Linked DNA regions of Mus musculus: regions 1 and 2 are each linked to region 3. The links are chromatin contacts, called in public HiChIP or PLAC-seq maps. All regions are on one chromosome and are shown on one strand. The core of a region is the stretch at or near the end of the contact, and the rest is flanking DNA. Distances in the headings are between cores, read along the strand shown. Region 1 has its middle 30 kb from the start of A530001N23Rik. Region 2 has its middle 25 kb from the start of Gm35333. Region 3 has its middle 19 kb from the start of Gm35143.

Region 1 (3,505 bases), core at 484-2,983, 510 kb before region 3:
GGATTAGTCCTGTATAAAGGCATGCAGGCAGGGTTGGAGTGATGGGGGTTGTCTTAAAGAGAGTCGGCTTCTGCGGTAAAACAAAGTTAGCACTGGCTAAATGAATGTACTTCCGGGGGCTAGGCTAGAACCCAGTGGCACGGTGAATCTCCATGAGGTTTTCAGGTCTTTAACCCAGCTTTTCTTTCTTCTTGTTTATAATTTTCCTGCTTGTTTATCTAAGACTTTAACTTGCCAGCTCAGCAACTCACATCTGTTAATATTTTGAGATTACAGTTAGCCTCAGCCAATTGGGCCTTCCTTCAATAACAGCAGAACTTAGAAGCTCGCTGCAATTACTCCTGATTCCAAACGACTGCAAAGTGTACCTCTCTGCCCAGTTCCACTTTCTCTCTCTCCCCGTTCTGATTACTGCAAGTTATGTAAATCGAGCTGGAGAAGACTTAATTTAATCAACCCGTGGGTCTGCTTACATTTGTTTAAATATTAACTACAGTCTATATGTAAAAGACCAGAGAGGGACAAACTAGTTGCTAAGCATCGCGGCCAATCACTGACACTGTCTTTGCATTGTCAGATCTCTTTGAGTCCGGCTCAAGGCTGTAGAAGGTTTCGTTGTGCACTCACCACGTGCCTGAGGTAACTCTAGAAACCCGCAGCTCCTTTAGAGACTGTCAGGAAGACATCTATTTCACCAACCATTTATGGAGATGAGGAGAGAGGACAGGACTGTGGGAAGTTGGAAAGGGGTTCTATTTTTCTTGCTGGACATTTCCATTCACTCCAGCTCATCTGCATTGCTTACCTTCCAGACCAGAGGTACCCCTCCCGCTGGGTGGGGGTGGGGGTGGGGGTGGGGATTGGCTGGGTGCTTGGAGTGTTAAGCAATCTGAGAGAAAAGGGAAACTTCTCTAAATTACAACCCAGGGCACTGGTCAGGGAGTAGAGGAAGCTACAAAGCAAAGCAGCTTCTCTGGGCAATAGTGGACCCCAACATAAAAACATTATCTCACGAAGATGCTACATGGCCTTTTGGTAGCAGGAAGTGCGAACTGCGGGTTCTGTAGGTTTCTAACTGCACTGCAGGTGCATCTTGAAGACGGAAAGAAAATGTCAGGCATAGAGGTTGTTTAGCATTACAAAACCAGCTAAGTCCTTCATACCAACACTGACCAGACCTGTAAGTGATTTACACCCCACCCCTCCCCACCCCACCCTACCCCACCTCAGCCAAATGAGTCAGGATAAGAATTTGGTGTCTGGCTTGTTTTTGTCACGGTGCCAGCTCAGAAGTGCAGTGATTGGCTGAGATACAGAACTCCACAATTAACATTAAACACAGGCAGCTGGCTGCATTTTGATTAAAACCGGCGATCAAGAGCTCTGGCAATCTGGGTTTTTGTGATGGCCGGAGCTTTATTCCCTCGTAAATACCACTGACAGTTGTTCGCGCATTGGAGCCTCTTCGTTTACTTTCTCTGTGGTTCTCTGTGTTTAAAAAATTGGCAGAAATCCTTCCAGGTGAAACAGTTTCCGTATCCATTTTCACCCTTGTGGACTGTCAGTTGGGTGGTAGAAACAGGAAAGACAGACAGACCCACGGGAGCCAAGTTCAGGGGTCCCCCACCCCGCCCCACCCCATCTCTGTCACATTTTTTTTTTTCCAGAAAATGGAGGGATTTAGCCCTTGAAGCAGCCTGGTTCTTCCAGAGGGGTGTTACGCTTTGTGGCTCTTTGGCCCCATCTTATGGACAACAGTATTATAAATCGGAGATGGACGATGGTCCTGCAGAGCAGGTGCCCCAGAAGTTTGATTTCTTATTATAAAGTCAAAGTGTAATGATGACTCGGTTTCTCCCAGACTACATTCAGGAATACCCTTAGAGTTCACCGATGTTCAGAAAATCAGTGGCGAGTATGGAAATCTTACATGTGAACATGTGAACAGAACCGTTGCGCATGGTAACTCGAAGACTGTGGTAAGGAGTATGGTGTGTCCAACTATTGTTACTGGCATTTGGGAAGCCTCTCTTTGGTTACCAGATGGTACTTTGGGGCGTTTAGTCTCTTTAATAAAATAATTTAAAAGGGGGCCGAGGAAGTGGCTCTGTGGTTAAGAGCACTGGGAGCTGAGGATCCAGGTTTGAGTCTCAGTACGTGTATAATGGCTCACAACTGTCTGTAACTCAGATTCCAAGGGCTCTGACCCCTCTTCTAGCCCCTGTGCGTACCAAACGCTGAAGTGAGACAGAGACACAGATCCAGGCAAAATAGCCCTGCGCATGGTTTTCAAAACCTTTAAAACTTTAAGAATGGATGAACACATACGGCTTTGAGACAGTTTTACCAGGGTTTAAGAGAGCATCCCTTTCGAGCAGGCAAGCTGTCACCTCTGCATCTTCAGAGAGGAGAAGACTTGAGGAGAGAAAGGGAAAACCACGGTTGGCCATGTGGACAAGCAGCCACATGGCAGAGAGGGAGGCTTTAGAAAAAGAGTAAGGCAGACCACAATGTTGAAGAAGCCCAAAGTGCTGGCAAAGCATCCTAAGACATGAGACAGAAATGAGGAGGGGAAGCTAGGATTTTCTGAATGATTCAGAAAGCAGATAGACTTATAAAGCGACATGCAGCTAGGGGTGGGATCTTGGGAATCCCAGGGGTGACATGGCCTTCCTGAAGGGTGGTCCCTTGGCTAGGTGATTGACACAGGCTAACCGAAATGTTAGGTCTCCACGCAGGCCAGAGATGCCCCCCTTGTAACCAGAAGGAGCCCTCCTTTAGTGGGTTTGTACTACCTTACCTGGACAACATTCTGTTCTCAGTTCTTGACCCTGGAACTAAGAATACGCTAAGCAAATGTTTTGCCATGGAGTCATACCCAGCTCTGTAATGTGTTCTTGGAAAATGCTAAGGAACCCGTGTGTTACATGTTCTCGCCACAAATAGAAAGCAACACAAGGCACACTATATATGTTAATTAGCCAGGTGAGTCACGCCACAAGATACTCTTTAAAACATTATGTTACAGGCAGCAGGTACATTCAGTTTTGTAAAACAAAGATGATGACGGTTTTTCTCATGAGGCACAGGAATCAAACACAAGAATTAAAGAAGGAGCTGCCCAGTGGTCTGTCTCATTTACAAGTCTGCAGTCCTCATCATCCCGATATTGTCTTATCTCTTTCAAGAGACTGGGGTCATATTAATGTAAGTTTCATGAATGGGCGATAGTACTGTTCTATTTAAGCTTTGTACATGTGTGTATATATAGAGGGAAACCTGGTATGTAAGGGTTTGGTAGCATTCAAGGTTTGGGGCATCCACTGGGAATCTTGGAACATCTGTCTGATGAGTACAGTCTATGGTATGAAGAAGATCCAGGTTTTATAGTTTCAAGTCACTGAATTTTTTTTTTACAAGCCTTCCAAGTGCTAGAGATGAGAAAGAAGCCAGAGGCACCTGTGTCCAACCGCCTTTGTGTCATAATGAGGCTGTCTCCCCTAGG
Region 2 (3,442 bases), core at 592-3,091, 440 kb before region 3:
CCAAGGGCTGCCCTGGAACTGGTAACTCTACCTGAAGCCTCTTGTGAAATTCTTAAGAGATGTGATGCCACCCTGCCTGGACCACATAGGATTCGTTATATGATTGACAGGGGCAGGGGACATCTGGGTCAGACCTTTGATCACAAATGCAAAGATCATTCCTCCTCAGTCTTGCGTCTGCTGCTGTTTCTAGGCCTGGTCTCAAAGTCCAACAAGCTTGTGTTTTGTAAGATTGCTTTTTCATGACTGAGTCTTTGAGAAGGAAGGGCCAAAAAGGTAACGAACTCCAGTCTGTCTTCGGTGAGCTGCACCTGCCTAAAGCATTTCCACACTCCCACTCTAATGGCGACTTACCTTTCTTAATGACCATGGAAGATTGTAGTTTCTCTTTGTTGTAACTGGAATGCTAAAGCTGAACAGCCCTGATATGAAGATCTGAAATCAATATACTCCAGTCCCCTAAAACGTCCTGAGGACCCACACAGCCTTCCAAGATCGGTATAGGTTGGGACATTTTGCACTTTTGATACTTTGGGTTAGGTGTGTTCAACTGCAATGCCCACTTTCTGTTCCTGTACCTTTTTGGATAAGGGTTATATAGTCAATCCTGCATTTATCTTTATAGTTTTACTTTTCTTTTTTTAAGGACCTATATTCAATAAGGAGAAGCTCAGTATTCCAATGGTGGAGGCTGCCAAGGGATCATGTGGTTTAACCCTCAGTTTTCCAGAGGAGGAAGCCAAAGTAGCAGGAGGAGAAGAACCTTTCCCAAGTCTCAAAGCATCCTTTATTAAGGCTCGTGGCCGCCTGCTTGCACAATCTCCGAGCTGCTTCTCTTCCCCTTATTATCACAGTAGGAAAGAGAATCACTAAGATGTAATTTTACTCCTAGTTATGTGTGCACATGTGCATTTGTGCGTGGGTTTGTGCAGGTACACAAGTACCTGGATGTTAGAAGATGGTGCTGGGTCCCCTGGAGCAGAAGTTGTGAGACTTGGGTGCTGGCAACCAAACCCAAGTCCCCTGGAAGAGCAGAAAGCATTCGTAAGCACCGAGCTCTTGATCTAACCTCAACTCTCTGCTTACTATAAATAGCCCTTTAGAGAAGAGATTGTCAAATGAAAGCATTTTAAAAATCCAAATATTCTCATCACAGTAGTATGAGTTTATTCACAGACCCACAGACAGACAATGAAGTGGTCACCAGAAGATATGATGTGGCCTCCTTAGGCCTTGGTTCTCTTGTGCCCTAGGATCTCTGTGTCCAGTCACCAGTAGATTCAGGGATGGGCATTTAGAGAAGGCCTGTGAGACCCGGTGGGGTAGGAGATGGCTTGCAGTTTACAGGCCTGTGCAGGCTTCATCTCCAGTACTGGTTTTCTAACACTGCCCTTCCAGTTGGCATCTGCCTGTTCTCAGTTGTGGCTGTGTGGGGGAGGTAGAAGCGCGTGCTTCCAAGCCCTTGGGGATGCAGTAATGAGAACCATGTGTACACGGAATGCTGAAGGAGCCACACCTGGGACGTATTCAACCCATGACAGACACCCGTGTGGCCAAAAAAAAAAAAAAAAAAAAAGCCAGTGCCTTTTGACTGTGCCTGTTTTATGAAAATATGCAAGCAAACACACACACACACACACACACACACACACACACACACACACACACACACCGATAAAATTGCTGTGGAATCTAAGATTTATGTGTGATTTCTCCCTTCCCTCCCTTTCTCCCCCTCCCTCTCTTTCTTTTGTCTCCATAAATTGCAAAAGGCTTGGCCGCACTTAGACCAAGGAGAGCCAGGGAAAGAGCAAGCCTGAGTCAGAAGGGAAAATCAGCTCTCTTCTGCCTGGCGCACACCCCCTTCCTTCCCCCAGGGACTCTCAAGTTACCTTCCTAATGAAAAACAGGCCTTTCAAAAAATGACTTGAGACCAAATGAAAAACGATTCGCATCTGAGCCTCGGCTGTTGGGGATGGGCCCTAGGATTTATGACGAGGAATTTTGTGGCTCCCTACCCCGCCATCCAAGTCCTGGAATTACTAGGAATATGGGGATAAGAGAGACTGGCTGTAACTAATTCCATCAACAACAAACAGACAAACAAAACCAACCAAACAAAAAGCAACATCAATAACAAAAAAACCCATATACTGACTCTGCATGAACCATGTTTTCGCTCATTTTGCTATGAACACGCGAATAAGCGATCTCCTGCTGCTCTGGACTCCAGGATCCCAAAGTTCTGGGTATCGTTCAAAGCAGAGGGGTGGGGACAGAGGGCTTGCAGGGTGAACACTGCCTGCTGCTGGTTTGGCTGAAGGTGCCCATTAAGACGGCTATTGGTCTGTCCCACTCTGCCTCCTGCCTTGGGTCCCCCCTATTTCTTGAATTGTGTTCAGTAACAGCCCTCTGGTAAGTATACCACTGGCTTCCTGTATACCCTTGTTCCCTGGTGTTATCCTTAGGGCTTTATTGCTGTGAAGAGACACCATGACCACAGCAACTGTTATAGAGAACATTCAATTGGGGCTGGCTTACAGTTCAGAGGTTCAGTCCATCCTTGTCATGGTGTAAGAAACATGGTGGAAGGCAGACAGACAGAAATGGTGCTGGAGAAGGAGCCGAGAGTTCTCTATCTGGATCCACAGACAGCAGGAAAAGCAAATGACCCACGCCCGACCTAGCTTGAACATCTGAGACTTCAAAGCCAGCCCCTGCCGTGACACACTTCCTCCAAGGCCACACCTCTGAATAGTGCCCCTCCCTATGGGTCAAACATGCAAACACACAAGTCTGTGGGGGCCATTCCTACTCAAACCACCAGGAAGCTGGCATTTCCTGAATTGTGCCATCTCAGCCATCCTGCCTGTACAACCTCACCATCCCAGGTCTCCTTCTTCTTTTTCCCTAAGTGGGTTTCTGCCTCTGCCAGGTGCTGCTTCCCTGTGTGAAGGACCAATTCTGCCCCACTGTAGTATGGAAGGAAGCATCTCTGGTACCCACAGGCCCTAAACTCCTTGGATGAAGGGAATATATCCATTGTCTCTGAAACCCCAGCTGTGTTCAGGAACTCCAGTGTAATCATTAAGGTTCGCTTTTCCTATGGCTCAGATGTCTATGCTCTAGTGTTTGCTTATTCTTTTAGGTAGCGTCTCATACCCACCCCAACAAGGGATAATCAATCCAGGGTCATTATCTCTAGCTCATCCAGAATGACAAAGAGCAAGATACTTCCTTCTGGACTCACTCACTCCTGGGATGTCTCTGGCTGGCAAAAGTGAGTCGGGCACCTTCTTCCACCCATTCTGTGGCTCTGTGGATTATGTGCCTTGATGCCCAGGTTAGTGACATTTGGCCCATTTCTGAGACTGGAGGTATAGTCCCCAAAAGTCACATTGTAGAAGTAGGTCATGCTCGAAGTGTTCAAAACAACAGAGAG
Region 3 (3,341 bases), core at 593-3,092:
AAGCCAAATAGGTTACATCCCATAGGGTGCCACTTATTTAGCATTATTTCAAGATAAGTGAGCTCCAGGAAATTATTGAGGAGAAGGAGAACAGGGGGATCCCAGGTGTGTCTCTTAAGAGAGCAAAGCAAAGAACTCTGATGAACGCATTCTATGCATTGAGTCTATCTATCAGTGTCAGGACCCTTGGTGCAACATTGTTTCAAAGTTTCGTAAGACTTGATCACTGCGAGAAAGAGCCAAGCACACGGGTGTTTCGAACAACTGCAGGGAATCCCTAAGCGTCTCACGGCACAGTTCAAATTTTTAACTTTATTTTAAATTACATATACACATTTGTTGAGCGCCTAGAATACGTTGGACACATCACAGAACTGGAGAGGCAAGCAGCACTCAGAGAAAGAAAGGGAGAGGAGAGGAGGAAGGGACTCTGGGTTCTAAAAATGTATATAAAACCTGGGTTGTATATACAACTAGCAAATACAACTAGCAACGACATACATGTATATCCAATAGCAACGGGTCATTTGTGGCTCTGCACTCCCCCTCAGAAGGCACGTGGTTTCAGAGAACCCCTAGCATGCTAACCCTCATGTTTTGCTGGCCTTCATGGCCTTCATGGCCTTCATGGCCTTCCTACCTCACACCTTTGCTGATCATGAATGAATACATAAACAGCTGAGAGGGGGTGTTCTACTGATTCCTGGCCTCTCTGAACCCCAGAGCATGCCAGCAAGCCACAGCATCTTCATCAAGACCACGGCCATTGTCAGTCCCTTCCGTAGAGATTATGGGGCAAATTTTTTTCTAAAAGAGTAGCTAGCTCAGCTAACGGGCCACTGTTTGCTTAAGCTATATCTTTTTTGAACCAATGAGAATGTAACTCAAAGAGCAAATTGGTCTTTCAACAGCACCTCCCTATTCCCTGCCAGTGTGTGGCACCCCATCTGGACCTCCGGGAGACTGATACATTGATGTCGAATCACCGGTTTCCAGAAACTTCTTACCCCCCACCCACTTCTCGAGCCTGTGCCCAGTTCCAGGTCCTGCTGGCCTTTTCATTCTGTGCAGTGGAGGGAAGGGGGACATAATTCCCAGGGTTGAGAGCTGGCAATGGGACACACAGAAGCCCAGCTACCACCACCGAGTGCGGCCATTCAGAGCTCCGTGTGCCAGTGGGTGAGGCTTCCCACCCTTGGTTCCGGTGACTTGGAATGCCCAGGGCCTAAATTTAATTAACTTCTCCAAGCCGGGACTTTTCCATCGCAGCCTGCATCCTGCTTCGTGGGGTGGCAGGACTCAAGGGCTCCCCGCACAAACAGGAGGCCAGGGACCTTAGTGGCCGCAGCAGGCAAGTACAACAGGGCCAGTAGCATCCTCATTAAACACTGATTAGCAAGTGGACTCGGTCCAGGCTAGCGCAGAGCTGAATGAGAGAGATTTCTTTCTTCTCTTTTTTTTGCCGACAGTTGATCAGATGTAGGCAATTAAGAACCCCCACACCTCCAGCCCTGGTATTTTTTTTGAAGCAGGGAGCTCATACCAGCCGAGCCATAAAGACGCCATTGTCTCTAAGAACAATATACCCCACTAATCTCACTTCTGGCAATTTACTTTTTCTTCCCAAGCAGATTTAGGAAAAAAAAAAATCTTTGAAAGAGTCCGGGGGAGGAATACTTCATAGTATCTAATCCTACGGCAAAGTGGGAGTTTTCGTGTTCCGTCAGCTTTTCTTTGAATGGGCACTGGATAAATAAACTTCTACTGCCCGGCCACATTGAGGCGGAGACCGTGAGGATCCAATTATGCATATGGAGGCGTGTGCTTTCTGGTTTGCAAATCAAACACAAAGAGGGTAGTGCCAGAGGGCCTTATGCTCGGGCCTCAGCACAAACTCCTGGACTCGCCAGGTGAGAACCGCTTTTGTTAAGTGTTTAAAAGCAGTCGCTGCCCCTCTTTAATTTTCGTGTGGTAATTAGGCCCCCAGATCCAGTCCAACCTGGTCCACATCAGACTGCGTGCTGGCGTGGGGGTGAGGCTACGGAGTGTCCTGGAACCAGCCAGCCTGGAAGGGGGAGGAGGGGGCGTGAGCAGTGGGGAAGGGCAGGACTTTTAAGAACCCAAAAGATTTTCAGCCTAAGGGCCAAAAAGTTTGACAGGCACGCACTGAGAAGTTGTTTTTTGCCCTTAAAGAGAGAAAAGGTGGGGAGAGGGGGGAAGGAAAACAAAGGTGAGAGCCACAGGGTGGGAAGGAACACAGTGGGGGTGGGGCGGGGGAACGGGGTAGAGAGGTTGGGGGAACTGGAGTGTGGGTTCGGGGAGCAGAGGATCACAGGGCAGCATCAGAAACTTGAGCCTTAAAAAAAACAACCGCAGAACTGAAGGGTAAAGCCAACCTGCTAGCACCGAAATTTCGTTTGCATATTCAGCCAAACTGAATCCTTGTTAATGAGCCCAGCACCTCTATTGGCCTGTGCCTCAGTGGTGCTGGCTCCTGCAGAGAGTGAGGGATTTCTCTAAAAAGACCAAAATCAAGAAAAAGGAAGCAAGAAACTCCAAAGGCCCTGGAAAACAGCTAACTAGAGAGCTTCACTTCCCTGTCATGCCCCAAAGGGACCTAGGAAAGAACTGCTAACTGCTCCAGCCTTGTGGGCCTGTAGGGGAGATCCGGCCAGGCAAGCTGCTCCTTACTGCGCGTCCGTGGCGTAGATGTTCAGCTCTATATCCTGGCAAGCCCAGGTGGACAGACATCCTGTGCATTCAGTTGTTGAGTGACTCAGAACTAAGATGCTCTGTGTACTTGGAGGAGAGTGGGGTTCACTGTAGAGATCTAGCAAGGTTGAAAGCCTGCGGTGCTGGGTTACAGTGAGAAAATCCATGTCCCTATAGGAAGCACCCAGGTAACTGAGCAAGGGGAGCTACCTCACTGGAGTCGAGGGTTTCCAAGGAGCAGGAAGGAGATCTCAGGACTTTTAGAAACAACAAACATATTTCTCACTCCTTGGACACATAGTGAGTCTTTTTTCACTAGCAGAGCTTCTTGTGCTGTTAGATTTGGAGTCATGCAGTCCTAGGTTCAGAACCTGGCCTGGCTCCTAAACAGCTGTTGAAATTCCTGATATCTGTGCTGTTGAACTCCTTGGCTATTAAATAAAATAATAAAATATGCTTTTCATACCCAGATGAGCCTTATGGGAAAATCAGCCTCTGAGACTGTATCCACACCCGTGCCTGATACCTGACAGTCTGAAAGGGAAAAACACAGGTCTCCAAAAGAAATAGCGGTGTACTTGATTGACAAGACAAATAGCGGAGTCTATTTAAATATGTAGAGGTACAAA

What was found. HiChIP or PLAC-seq counts read pairs in DNA pulled down with a chosen protein or histone mark.
Region 1: an H3K4me3 HiChIP or PLAC-seq map of embryonic basal ganglia shows a contact between it and region 3, with 3 times the contacts expected there. The contact joins two enhancer-like sites. A contact is called at or near these places in 3 of 115 datasets of contacts at active chromatin or transcription factors (astrocytes, embryonic basal ganglia and embryonic stem cells) and 1 of 9 other capture datasets (embryonic stem cells).
Region 2: a contact with region 3 is called in an H3K4me3 HiChIP or PLAC-seq map of craniofacial prominence, with 5 times the contacts expected there. The contact joins two enhancer-like sites. A contact is called at or near these places in 3 of 115 datasets of contacts at active chromatin or transcription factors (craniofacial prominence, embryonic stem cells and stem cell-derived neural progenitor cells).

What each region holds. Positions count from the first base shown.
Region 1 is chr13:60,477,394-60,480,898 of GRCm38.p6, reverse strand. No RefSeq gene overlaps it. Among named protein-coding and RNA genes, the nearest start is that of A530001N23Rik, 30 kb to the left of the region's middle. Within about 2 kb of position 1,733, at least 86 of the 459 cell types and tissues checked have an H3K27ac peak or open chromatin away from gene starts, as enhancers often do. A contact at or near this core is called in embryonic basal ganglia, where this site is marked.
Region 2 is chr13:60,408,295-60,411,736 of GRCm38.p6, reverse strand. No RefSeq gene overlaps it. Among named protein-coding and RNA genes, the nearest start is that of Gm35333, 25 kb to the left of the region's middle. Within about 2 kb of position 1,841, at least 98 of the 459 cell types and tissues checked have an H3K27ac peak or open chromatin away from gene starts, as enhancers often do. A contact at or near this core is called in craniofacial prominence, where this site is marked.
Region 3 is chr13:59,970,017-59,973,357 of GRCm38.p6, reverse strand. No RefSeq gene overlaps it. Among named protein-coding and RNA genes, the nearest start is that of Gm35143, 19 kb to the left of the region's middle. Within about 2 kb of position 1,842, at least 67 of the 459 cell types and tissues checked have an H3K27ac peak or open chromatin away from gene starts, as enhancers often do. A contact at or near this core is called in craniofacial prominence and embryonic basal ganglia, where this site is marked.